Regions from separate parts of the Hordeum vulgare genome. Here region 1 is linked to region 2. A link is a contact called in public Hi-C data. All regions are on one chromosome and are shown on one strand. Each heading gives the region's core, a stretch centred on a gene start, on an enhancer-like site or on the middle of the called end of the contact. The rest is flanking DNA. Distances are from core to core; before and after follow the strand shown. Region 1 holds the start of LOC123406347 (probable ADP-ribosylation factor GTPase-activating protein AGD14). Region 2 has its middle 58 kb from the start of LOC123406506.

What was found. Hi-C and Micro-C count contacts between places; a contact is called where the count stands out from the background.
Region 1: a Hi-C map of leaf shows a contact between it and region 2, with 9 times the contacts expected there. The contact joins the promoter of LOC123406347 here to the enhancer-like site in region 2. A contact is called at or near these places in 3 of 6 Hi-C or Micro-C datasets (leaf and seedling) and 1 of 1 datasets of contacts at active chromatin or transcription factors (embryo).

Annotation. Positions count from the first base shown.
Region 1 is chr6H:176,128,080-176,134,330 of MorexV3_pseudomolecules_assembly, reverse strand. LOC123406347 (probable ADP-ribosylation factor GTPase-activating protein AGD14) reads right to left here and starts at 2,908. Exons shown (of 14, transcript XM_045099853.1): 1 at 2,602-2,908; 2 at 2,364-2,477; 3 at 1,323-1,384; 4 at 1,092-1,179; 5 at 948-1,009; 6 at 765-858; 7 at 174-647; 8 at 1-20. The coding sequence starts at 2,462.
Region 2 is chr6H:175,133,388-175,139,344 of MorexV3_pseudomolecules_assembly, reverse strand. No RefSeq gene overlaps it. Among protein-coding and RNA genes, the nearest start is that of LOC123406506, 58 kb to the right of the region's middle. Within about 2 kb of position 1,999, at least 3 of the 3 cell types and tissues checked have open chromatin away from gene starts, as enhancers often do. A contact at or near this core is called in leaf and seedling, where this site is marked.

The sequences.
Region 1 (6,251 bases), core at 1,659-4,158, 990 kb before region 2:
CTGCTGGCAGTAGCTGTCCTCTGCAGTATGAAATATGTAAGACAAAACAGTTATAATTTTGCCTCAAACTCTCAGCTTAGAAAGAATATTTGCACAAAAATATGCTAAATTTCAAGAGTATCTAAAACCAGTGTCTGAGAGGGATTGAAAACACCAAGAGCGACTAGAACAACCTGTGCCTGAGGTGGAGGTTCAATGGTCCTGGCTCCATTTGGTTTTGGAGGGTCAATCGGTCTGGCTACATTCGGCTTTGGAGGTTCACCAATCCGAAGTTGAGGAGCATCATCACCCAATATCTCCCTCACTGGCCGTACAACAGGAGGACTAGATCCATTGGCTTCTCTCTGGTAATTTGGAGACCCAGTCTCTGGCTTTCGTGGTTCAGAAAACCTGCGGTCCTCGAACCTTTGAACTGGAGTTGTTTTCCCAGATCTATCGTCGACAACTTCAAAGTGGCGGGGGCTTTTCTTATAATCATTCTGGTCATAGCCAGGACTACGTTCTCCATAGGAATGTCTGGAATTTCTGTCATCACTCCGTCCACTATAACTCCGACGGTCAGAGTAACTTTCATTATATGGTGGACTTCTTGAACCACCCCGATTTCCATCAGATCTTCTATTTTCGCTATGTTCATCCTTATCGTCCTGAAATATGCAAATCAACCAGCAAATAATGAATTTACAAGACAACAGGATAGAGTTCCCAGAATTGATGGCGGTTATCACAGCAGAAATGCTAGAGCTATAGGGTGCCAGCATCACCTTTCCCCTCGGTGGTCTATCAGAGCTTCTTTCTCCTGTATATCGCCGTTCCACGTAAACATATTTGATGAAATTCCTCAATTTGTCCGTATTACTGAGACCGTAGGAAACAGTCGAACGGGTCAGAATTCTAAAGGCAAAACTAACAAGTTATAACCATGAAGATGGACAAAGAAAGGTAACCTGCTGTCAGGGTATGGATTGCGCTGAGAATCCCATTCCTTGAAAAATATTTCTCTAGCACGCTACAAGTTATGCAAACCCCATGTCAAGTTAAACAAAAATACATGAGACGGAAAATTAAGAACTATAGGAACATGAAAATACCTCATTTCCTCCTCCTTGTAGAGCAGTGACTTCTTGTGCAGTAAATTTAGCCATGGAAACAGATTTCACCCGGTGCGTGAACTCTCGGCTAGGAGGAGCGGAAAAGAAAAGGCAGGCAGTTATTATGGAAGGCTAACTTCAATCATTCCAATTGGGGGTTGTGAACCTGTTATTTAAATTGACCATGATACATCTAAGACAAAATGAAAGAGAACTGAAAAGGAATCTTACTGTGCTCCACTGCAATTGGTACAAACGAAGGTCCAGAAATTTGTGCATACATATTGTGGTCCCTGTTCATACCAATATATGTGGTGCATCAGTATTTCAATCTTTTAGAAACATGCAATGCATACAAATACAAGCAACACAGAACATGGGCAAAATGGCATATATAATTCACAAGCTGGCACTCATAAGTTCCGTTTATGGTGCGAATGGAATAAAATTAGCTCTGGAGAAATGCAGGGAAAACTGAATTGCAGCAAGACAATGGGCACAAATCTGAGCTTATGAATCTTCAAATATGACTTCAATGGACACAACTGTTTCTACTGTCACTCAATCACATCCATGGCTTATCCATTTCACAGAGTTCTTCACGTTAAAAATATTAGATGGTTGCATCATATAAGAGACGCCATGGAGCTACAGAGCATAACAATTAATGCAATTTTATGCATAGCAAACTAGGTAGGTTTCAGTTGTGAACTTGTGATGTCAAAATAAAAGGGGTGTGGCCTTCAAATCAACCCATCCTGCTGCATACTCAGTAGCAAGCACTAGAGGTGTCCCAAATAACGGCAGATATCATGTGAATAGGTATGCTGGGCCCTTCTCCGAATAGAACATGAACAATGCACAACAACATATGGCACCAAATTATGCAGGATGTAAATGTGGCACTAACAATTACGATTTAGTAACATCACTGTTGTGCATCCCAGCAATGAAATCACACCCAATGCACATCCTAAGAGAGTGTGCATAAAAAGGCCTGTATTTTGGACCACGGTATAATCTGCAGACTGAGGCTACATTTTTCTCTAGCCCACCCAACAGGATGATGCTTTCACCCCTGCCAGTCCATGTCCATGAGAACCCTCGTACGCCATGCGCATTCGCGGTTTGACAGAAAAGCACCATTTGCAGCAAACCATGGCGGAGGAAGTCAAACGAGCTCTAAGCCATTCCAGACTCCCAGACCCAAACCCGGCCTCAAATACGACCACATTAAGCAAGCGAACTCGAGCAAACCAGCGGGGAACCTACCAAATTGTTGCAGTTGATGCACCTCTTGTTTGCGGGCAGCTTGAGCAGCCCGCGTATTACCCGCTCGTTCTTCTCGTCCTCCTTCACCCGGCTCGCCATCGCCCGCCGCAAACCCTGCTACAAAGTAGGAAACCCAGCCATCAGCAACCGCCCCCCAAAATGGCCCGAGATCCGGCGAGACCCCGCCAGATCCGGCCGCGATCACCACGTGCGCACCGGTCGATCGACGAGCCCTCACCGGGAGAGCCCTCCTCGGGGGGGAGCAAGCGCGAGATCCCGCGCGGGCGTGCGGAGGAGCGGGGGCCGAGGCGAGTTGGCGGTGGCGACCAACGGAAAGGGTCCCCTCTTTTGTTGTCGCCGCTGAGCTGCTTCGCTGGGGCTGCGCGTGTTAGTAGAAAAAAAGTTTTTCCCTCGTCGTGGGGTTTTATTTACCGGCAGAGGAGAAGAAGGCAGAGCGACGGCTGGCGGTCAACTTGCGGGTGTGGACCGGCTGAAGCCGGTCGCCGGGCGGCGGGACCGCGGGAGGGAGGCGGTCTTTCTAGTCTAGAATCCAGAGGGGCGATGTGGCCGGGGATTTATGGGGCCCGAGTGGCAGGAACGGTGGTGGTAGGGCTGGTTCTCCGGTTTTGGCCTTTTCGTGCGGAGTGAGCTGGACGTGACTGTTCCGTCAATTCTGCCGTGGTTTGTTCTCGACTCGGGTAATGACCCCGGTTTAGGCTAATCACCGACAGGGTTTTTTCATTTTTCAAAAGACCATGCCATCTCGACTTAGCTTTTTTTTTTTACACGGCAAGCTCGTACACTCACCCCTATAAACGTACATGTACACATCTTATTCTATGAGCATCTTCAAAAAAATAAGTGAACATATCATCTTAAGATTTACGATGTCATCGTACGCACATCGTCGTCGACGAAAACGTCATCTTTCGCTGAAGCGCATCGCCGGAACTTCTATAATAAATTCAGGAAAATAATATGAGCATCAAAATTGGAACCCTGTTGTGTTGGGATATCAGAGTCTCTCTGACCATTCAACTACATGTCTATTTGCTCTCGACTTGATTTTTGAAAGGACACTGATAACTGATAAGTGTCATACTTGTGGCACGAATCAATTTTACTTATACGTGTGCGCTAAAAGAGGTCGGACTAAACGTTCTTCTAGCCACCCACTACATCGGTCTTTTTATTTCTCAAAAAAAATGCATGCAAATAGGGACTAATCAGATGATGTGAGTGGGGTTTTCTATTTTTTAAACTTTAAAATGTTTTATCTCTTAAAGGAAAACTTTGTTTGAAAAAAGTTTTCATCATTAAACCCGTTGTAACGAGATCTTCAAAACTAGATCACATATCGATATGTTTGGATGACTTTTTGGGACGTTAAAAGTTGACATGTCTATTGCATATAAATTGTCATCATGGTTATACTAAAATTTTCATGATATATTTCAACTGCTTTTTTTAATATTTAAAATAAATTTCATCATGTTATAAAAAAATAAGAAACCAAACTTACCAAGATAAATTCTAAACTTTGACATTATACATGAAATATTTTTTACATTATTTATGAGTAAAAAAAATATGTCGTCAATTACTTTAAAAATGCATGATCAATAGTTCAAATTTGCATGAACCATAAACTAAAATTGCTACGGTAAATTACTTAAATATGTTATCATGCATGCACTAGAAATTGCCATGGTTCATAGGAAAATATTTTTCTTGTTCAAAATACTAGAATTATCATGGTCAAAATACTAAAATTGCCATGATCTATAGTCAATTTGCCATGATGGATTACTAAATATTGTCATGATCCATGAATTGAATTTATCATGGTTAATTATTAACATTTGTCATGGTCAATTAATAAAATTACCGTAAAAAAGTAGTTGAAATACAATGGTAGCTTTAAATCTAAAAGAAAAAACTAGAGAAACCATGTCCTGGCAACTTTATTATAAACACTATGAAAACTTTACTGTAAACATCATGATAACTTTTAACCCAAAAAAAATCGTCGAAACATATCAATATGTGATCTACTTTTAAAAATCTCGTCGGGGTGAATTTAATGATGAAAACGGATTTTTAATTGAATTTTTTATTAAGAATTAAATAGTTTGAAGTCTAAAAAATCACAAAGGTTCTGTTAATGTCATATGTTTGATGTGGCAAGATGAATAGTTATGAAGGTGTATATACCATATTTCCTCGTGACACTCGTATGAGCGTTATCATTTAGGTTTTGTAGTTATACTTTCTGCCTTCTATAAAAATATGATACACTGCTGAGGTACTCTTAGAAAAAGCTATAATAAACATTACTCACTAATCACTTGAAGGACCGGTGGGAGCAATCCTTCATGATCACAACGGCACATCCATTGCTCCTCCAAATGGAAAAAAATAGACACATGCCTTGATTCATTTACAGCAAAATGTACTGCAGTAAGATTTGGAAGAAACCTAGGTCGTCTTGCTGGATGTAATAAAATCTACAGTCAGGCCCTTTATATATGTCTCATACGTCCAGATAGGCCGCCGGGTCACTTATCGGTCACGAAATTTCGACCCAATCGGGCGCCCCAAACGGGCCTCAAATGCCCGAGATGACTGTGACCTCCCTTATCCAGCCCAAATATGGAACTGATATGGGGCGCCCGGGCATGCCCCCACGTGTGTCAGGCTCGCGTTGGCTTGCATCGACCCCCATATATTTGTTCTTGTCCGCTTGTTGGACCAAACCCTAGCCACTTCACTCCACTCCCCTTCACTCCCATCCGTCTATTGGAAATATGCCCTAGAGGCAATAATAAGGTGGTTATTATTATATTTCCTTGTTCATGATAATCATTTATTATCCATGCTATAATTGTATTGATTGGAAACTCAAATACATGTGCAGATACATAGATAACACACTGTCCCTAGTGAGCTTCAATAGGACTAGCTCGTTGATCAAAGATGGTCAACGTTTCCTGACCATAGACATAAGTTGTCATTTGATAACACGATCACGTCATTAGGAGAATGATGTGATGGACAAGACCCAAACTATGAATGTAGCATGTGATCGTGTCAGTTTATTGCTATTATTTTCTGCATGTTAAGTATCAGTTTCTATGACCATGAGATCATGCAACTCCCGGGCACCGGAGGGATGCATTGTGTGTATCCGTCACAACGTAACTGGGTGACTATAAAGGTGCTCTATAGTTATCCCCGAAGGTGTCTATTTGGTTTGCGTGAATCGAGACTAGTATTTGTCACTCCGTATGATGGAGAGATATCTCTGAGCCCACTCGGTAATACAACATCACAATGAGCTTGCAAGCAATGTGACTATGGAGTTAGTCACAGGATCTTGTATTACGGAACGAGTAAAAGAGACTTACCATTAACGAGATTGAACTAGGTATGCAGATACCGACGATCGAATCTCGGGCAAGTAACATATCGATGGACAAAGGGAACAATATACAGGATTAACTAAATCCTTGACATAGAGGTTCAACCGATAAAGATCTTTGTAGAATATGTAGAAACCAATATGGGCATTCAGGTCCCGCTATTGGTTATTGACTGGAGAGTTCTCGGTCATGTCTACATAGTTCTCGAACCCACAGGGTCTGCACACTTAAGGTTCAGTGACGTTTCGGTGTTATTGAGTTATGTATGTTGGTGACCGAAGGTTGCCCCGAGTCCCGCATGAGATCTCGCACGTCACGAGGAGCTCCGGAATGGTCCGGAGTTAAAGATTTATATATATAGGAAAGTGGTATTCGGGTTCCGGAATAGTTTTGGGGGTTTTCGGTATTGTATCGGGAGTGTCGAAAGGGTTCCGGTGGTCCACCGGGAGGGGCCCACCCACCCCAG
Region 2 (5,957 bases), core at 750-3,249:
TGACTGGCCACATGTCGCTTTCCTGTCCTTCAACTGGTTCAAAACGACGCACTGTTGATCGCCTCGGAGAGCTCAAGGAGCGAGGCGACCAGGCAAGGCTTTCAGGAGGGTTAGCGAGGCTCATTCATAAAACTGTGACAATATGAGGTTGCTCTCAAAATATTTTCATCCGCACACTCAACTTAGGACCAATACACGCTATAAATCCAATTTTCAGGTTTGTTTTGTAAAACACACAAGGCCTGGCGCGTGCCAAATTCTAATGTGGTGCGCCACATGTGCCTAGTCATGTTATTTTTGTCGTGATCTGTTACAGCAAACGGGTTTGTGTATGAGTTTCGTGGGTTTTTCAAATTTATGTATGAATCTGTTAATGTCAAGCAAGTTGTTGTACTACAGATGTATTTAAATTGGAAATTTATTCCCACTACTTGATTTATCTCAACATGCAGCATAGATATCTCAGCGCATATTAAGGAAATTTATTCCCACTACTTAATTTATCTCAACATGCAGCATAGATATCTCAGCACCCAATCACATCTAGCCATATCACACCTCATGCAGTCTTACCTCCTCATGTCTGATCAAATATTAAAAAAAAGAAATCTTTAGGATTTTTTGAGACATAAATGCCAATATAGTTCAGCGAAAGTCGTACGGCTGCTTCGTTTTTAACAAAAAACGTATATGTCAATAATGGTTCCGTTTCCAAGGTAATATCGGAACAAGCGCTCTCCCTAAAAAAAAGACCGCCTGCCTCTTTCGACATACCCATATAAAAGCATCAGTTTTTCCCCTTCCAATAAATTGCTCACAACCGTGGAAAAAACAAAGCCATCCTTTTCTGTAGCTATGATCGAGCGACGAGCACGTGATCTTGGCGTGAAGTCCAGTCCTCTCGCATGGCCATCGTTCTAATTAACCTGCAACTCCACTTTATGCAGGCCAGGCCGCGGCTCAGTTGCCGGCCGTCTAGATCATCGCCGAGGGCACAACCGAATCTGCCTGTTCGGGACGTTACTATGCTCCTAGCCTATCCCGCACGCCGGACGGTCTACTTCGCCACCATCTCTTTGACGGCTCGGACGCGAGCCGTGTTGATGTTAGGCCTTTGATTTGCTTGATGCCCACCGTCCGCTGTAACAAGATGGCATAGATTACATCGTGTGTCTAACCTCGTTATATATAAGAGGTCAAAGATACAAGTGTCCTATTAGGACACGGTTTTATATCTTGCTTAAACTGTAATCTACCTTGGCTACTATATTCGACACAATTTCAATAAACTCTACCTCGACGAATATTCTTCACCACCGTGCATTATATTTTCACCACATAACATGCATGACTCGATGACCTGTTATACATGATCCTTATGACACGCTTGTCTATGTGCCTCCATAGCATGTTCATGTGTTTCAAGCCTTCTCAACAAATCGATCCCGAAAAACTTCCATTTAACCTGCACAATTTTTCCATGTTTCTATTTGTTCTTGTAGCTTCTTCGTGCATTTTAGCAGAAAAAGATCAAATTCAGCTTGCGTACACACACTCTTGCCCAAATGGGTCAGTCGCTACCGCAAACCGCTGTTTGGTTAAGGTATGCCCCTGTTAAGGTTGATGCTATCTGTGATCTGTCAACAAGAATGTAATGATTCTAGTTAAGTAATGAAGTTGCTTTATTCGCAAATAAAAAACTGCTCATGTAAACACGCAGACCTTGGCACTTTTTTCTACTCCCTTTGTTTCTAAATATAAGTAATTTTAGAAATTTCATTAGAAAGGCTATATATAAAACAAAACGAATGAATTTATATTTTAAAGTATGTCTACATACATTCGTATATAGTTTGCTAGTAAAATATCTAAAAGAAATTATATTTAGGACGAATAGTAATAAACAAATGTCAAGCATGTACGCACACCACCAACTACCGCAGCCCACTTGTGCCTGCCTCCAGCTCCATCCAGCGCGCCACACCGGCCAGCTGCTCCTGGGCTGCACCATGTTACCACACCTTGCAATCCCGTCTCGCTGACGTGCTGCACACCTGGACCTTGGGCCGTCCAGCACAGGCCAGTGCTGCACGCTGGTGTTTCCTCGATCACCACGTCTCGTGACGAGACCACGCGCAGAACACGCGCACAAGGAAAAAGTTTATTTTAAATTCTAAATTCATAAAGATCAGATGAAATGAACCCAAGTTAAAATTTTGATCGATCACATCCCGAACTATATAATTTCGATCTAAATCAAATCTTCAAGTCATTTTTCAAAGAACTGTCGACGTGGCAAAAAATGATGGGGATTAGGCCGGTCCATGCCAATGCGTGCTGCACATTATTTTGCTTCAGGTTTTTCGTTTGTTATTTGTTTTTTTATTTTCTTTCCGGTTGTTTTTTCCTTTCATTTTTATTTTTATTTTCTTTTTTATTTACATTTTTATGCTTCTTATTTCTTGATTTTTTAACTTTTTTTGTTACTGTTTATTTTTTCTATATCCCTTCCTAATAATAAAGAAAATATTATTTTTTTCATACGTTGCTGGTGTTTTTGCAAGAAAACTTTCTGTCTTTTAAGTAATTAACCAACCATTTTTTTACATTTTATGCAAAACCCCTCTATTTAATCCGAACTAATCTGCAGTCTCTCTTTTAAGTGATTATGAACCATTTTTTCAGTTTTACATAAATCACCCTAATATATGTGTTAATCATCTTGCATCTATTAAGAATTAATATATATATTCAAAACATATCTCTTAAAACCGTAACTCTAATTTTAACATGCTATATATGAAATTTGATTAGAAAAATGTGTAGAATTTGAATATTATGTTATTTTACATGTTCATTATTTTTAAAATGTAATTTAGGATGCAACTTAATAGATGATACACGGTACGTCTTTATTTCGCACAGGCATTGGTTGGCAAGGAGCGAGCGAAGGAAAAAATATAGTCCTTGGCAATGCTATATTTGCATGAGATTCTCTTTTTATACATGTTGCGCGATCTAGGACCGTACGTATATACCTTATTTTTGCGAAATCTATGCGTATTTACCATTGGACTATACTATCTTTTTGTAGTGAATATATAAGCAATTTTGTGATGTACATACACTTTTTTTTTGAAAGATCCAGCTTGGAATGTTGGCATATATTAGAACTTAGCAGGTAGGAGAGCGGTTACAGCAAGGCGGGGGGTACGATCCTAGGATCAAGGAGAAAAAGGGAGAGAAACTTAAAAAGAAAAACGAGAGGGGGGGGGGGGGGTAGAGTCGATCCCTCACGGAGGATCCAGAAAGGGGGCTCCAAGAAGAATGCTCCAGCTTGTCTCCATAGCTCAACGGTTCTCGTGATTGCGCATTGTAAGTCTTGTATCTGCGCCTGCTTGTTTGAGAAGGTGCAATCATTCCTGTGTTTCCAAATCTCCCATAAAATCAGTATGATCATCGTCTTGGTAGCCTTGCGGTGAAGTGGTTGGGCCGCCCCGATCATTGTGGTTATCTTCTCGGCTGACCCAGTCTTTGTCGCCCATAAGCGAGGGGACAAAGAGGCGCATCCAGCCCTGGAGGCGGCCTCCGTCCAAATCTGCAGCGTCATGGGGCATTCCCAGAACAGATGTACTGATGTCTCCAGGTTCCGTAGGCATAGCTGACAGAAATAGCCGTTTGGCCACCGACGACGTTGCAGTCGGTCATTGCACCATAACCTGTTGCGAAGAACTAGCCAGCAAAAAATCTTGAGCCTAGGGGGTGCCCAGGTCCTCCATATTAACTTCTTGAAATCGGATGTTAGCCTTCCTTGGAACTGTGCATTGTATGCCGACCTGGCCGAGTATGTTTGTGAGGCCTCAAGGTTCCATGTAATAGTGTCCGCAGTTTCTGCGTGGAGTTGCAAATCTCTGTCTTGTAGCCATCTGTGGAGCCTAATCGCGTCCTCCCAGAGGTGCAAATTGCTACCATGAGCTAAGTCTGCTACCCAGGTGTTGTCCCGAAGTGCCTCTCGCACTGTTCTTTGCTTCCTCCTCGAGTGCTTGAAAAGGGATGGGAACAGTGTCTTGAGGGAACTTGTTCCCGTCCACGAGCAGTGCCAGAAGGATGCCGTTGCGCCGTTGCCTAGGGTGACAGTTGTTGATGCGTTGAAAAGCTCTCTGTCCACCTCGTCGCAGGGAAGATTCATGCCCTGCCAGGCCCTGTCATTGCTCGTCCATTGCAGCCAAAGCCATCTTAGACTGAGGGCCCGGCTGAAACGGTTTAGGTCAAGGATGCCAAGTCCCCCATTCTCCAAAGGGAAGCAGACTGTGGGCCAATTCACTTTACTCTTGCCTCCACCTAACTCCCCGTCTTCTTGATCCCACAGAAAACGGTGCCTAGCTCTATCTATCTCCTCGAAGAATTTCCTCGGCGCCCTTAGCACAGATAATGCGAAAGTGGGTAGAGCTGAGAGGACGTTACGTACTAAGACTCGCCTGCCGGCTATGTTAAGGAGCTTCCCCTTCCATCCCGCTAATCTAGCTCTGATCCTGTCTAAGATGAACTGAATGTGGACGAGCCTAAGCCTTGATAAAGTTATCGGCAGGCCCAGGTAGGTCAGCGGGAAGGCGACTACTTTCCCTCCGAAGGCAGCTAAGATGTGGTGCAGATCGGAGCAGCTGTTGATTTGGACGGATTGATGAGCAGCCCCGATGCTCGCCCAAAGTCACGTAGATAGCCATGAGAACTATGATCTCTTCTGCTGCCGGATTGGCAAAGATGACGGCGTCGTCTGCATAGAGGCTAACTCTGAGGGGAATCCCCCTGCCTGGTAGCGGTGCAATTTCTTGCAACTCCGTGGCCTTCTCAAGGAGGCGGTGGAGGGTGTCAATGGCGATGATGAAGAGCAGTGGGGAGAGGGAGTCTCCTTGCCGTAGGCCCCGTTGATGGGTGAAGTAGCAGCCGGTAGTGCCGTTTAGCAAGATGGCCGAAGAGGCCGTGCAGAGCAGCAGGGACACCCAGTCCCACCAGCGTGCCGGGAAACGTAGTTGCTGCAACACCTCTAAAAGGTACTCCCATGAGACGCTATCGAAAGCTTTAGCAATGTCCATCTTAAGCAGGAGAGCTGGCTGTTTCTTCCTATGCAGTGATCGCACTATATTTTGCACATAGAGGAAACTATCTTGCGTTGATTTGGAGCGAAGGAAAGCAGATTGCGCCGGTGAGATTATGGTACTAATCACCGCGGATAGACGCCGGGAGAGGACTTTGGAGATTAGCTTGGCCACCGAATGAATTAGACTAATCGGTCTGTAGTCCTGGATCGCACTCGCACCGTCCTTCTTTGGTAACAGAATTATCAGGGCTGTGTTTAACTTGGCGAAGTCTCCTCTAGACAGATTGTAGAAGCTAGTGAATGTTGCCATGACGTCTTCTTTGATAATGTGCCAGCAGACTCTATAGAAGGTCCTAGAGAATCCATCTGGCCCTGGGGCCTTCTCTGCCGGTGATGCTTTGATCGCCTCCCAGACCTCTTCCTCAGAGAAGGGGTTGTCTAAGCCCCTATTATGGACAGATGGTAGGTTAAAGATCGACCAGTCCACTTGTAGAGATCGCTCTATCCTGCTACCCATGGAGAGTTTGGAGTGGTTGTGAATGGCCTCCTCCTTGTGCTCGTGCGCCGTAAGCAGGTCGCCTCCTACTCTAAGGCAGTGGATAAAATTCTTCCGCTTCCTAGTAGTTACCTTGGCATGGAAGAACTTGGTGCCCGCGTCTCCTAGCCGGAGCCAGGTGAGCCGAGAGGCCTGTCTCCTGCGAGCACGCTCTAGTGCCGCGAGACCTAGCAGTCGTAGTTTGAGCAGCTTACGGAGGGCATGCTCTGCGTCTGAGAGACGGCGCCTTTCCTGTGCGACATCTAGCCGTAGCACTATCTCTGCCGCCATGTGGAATTGTAGCTTGGCCTGGCTAAAGAAGCT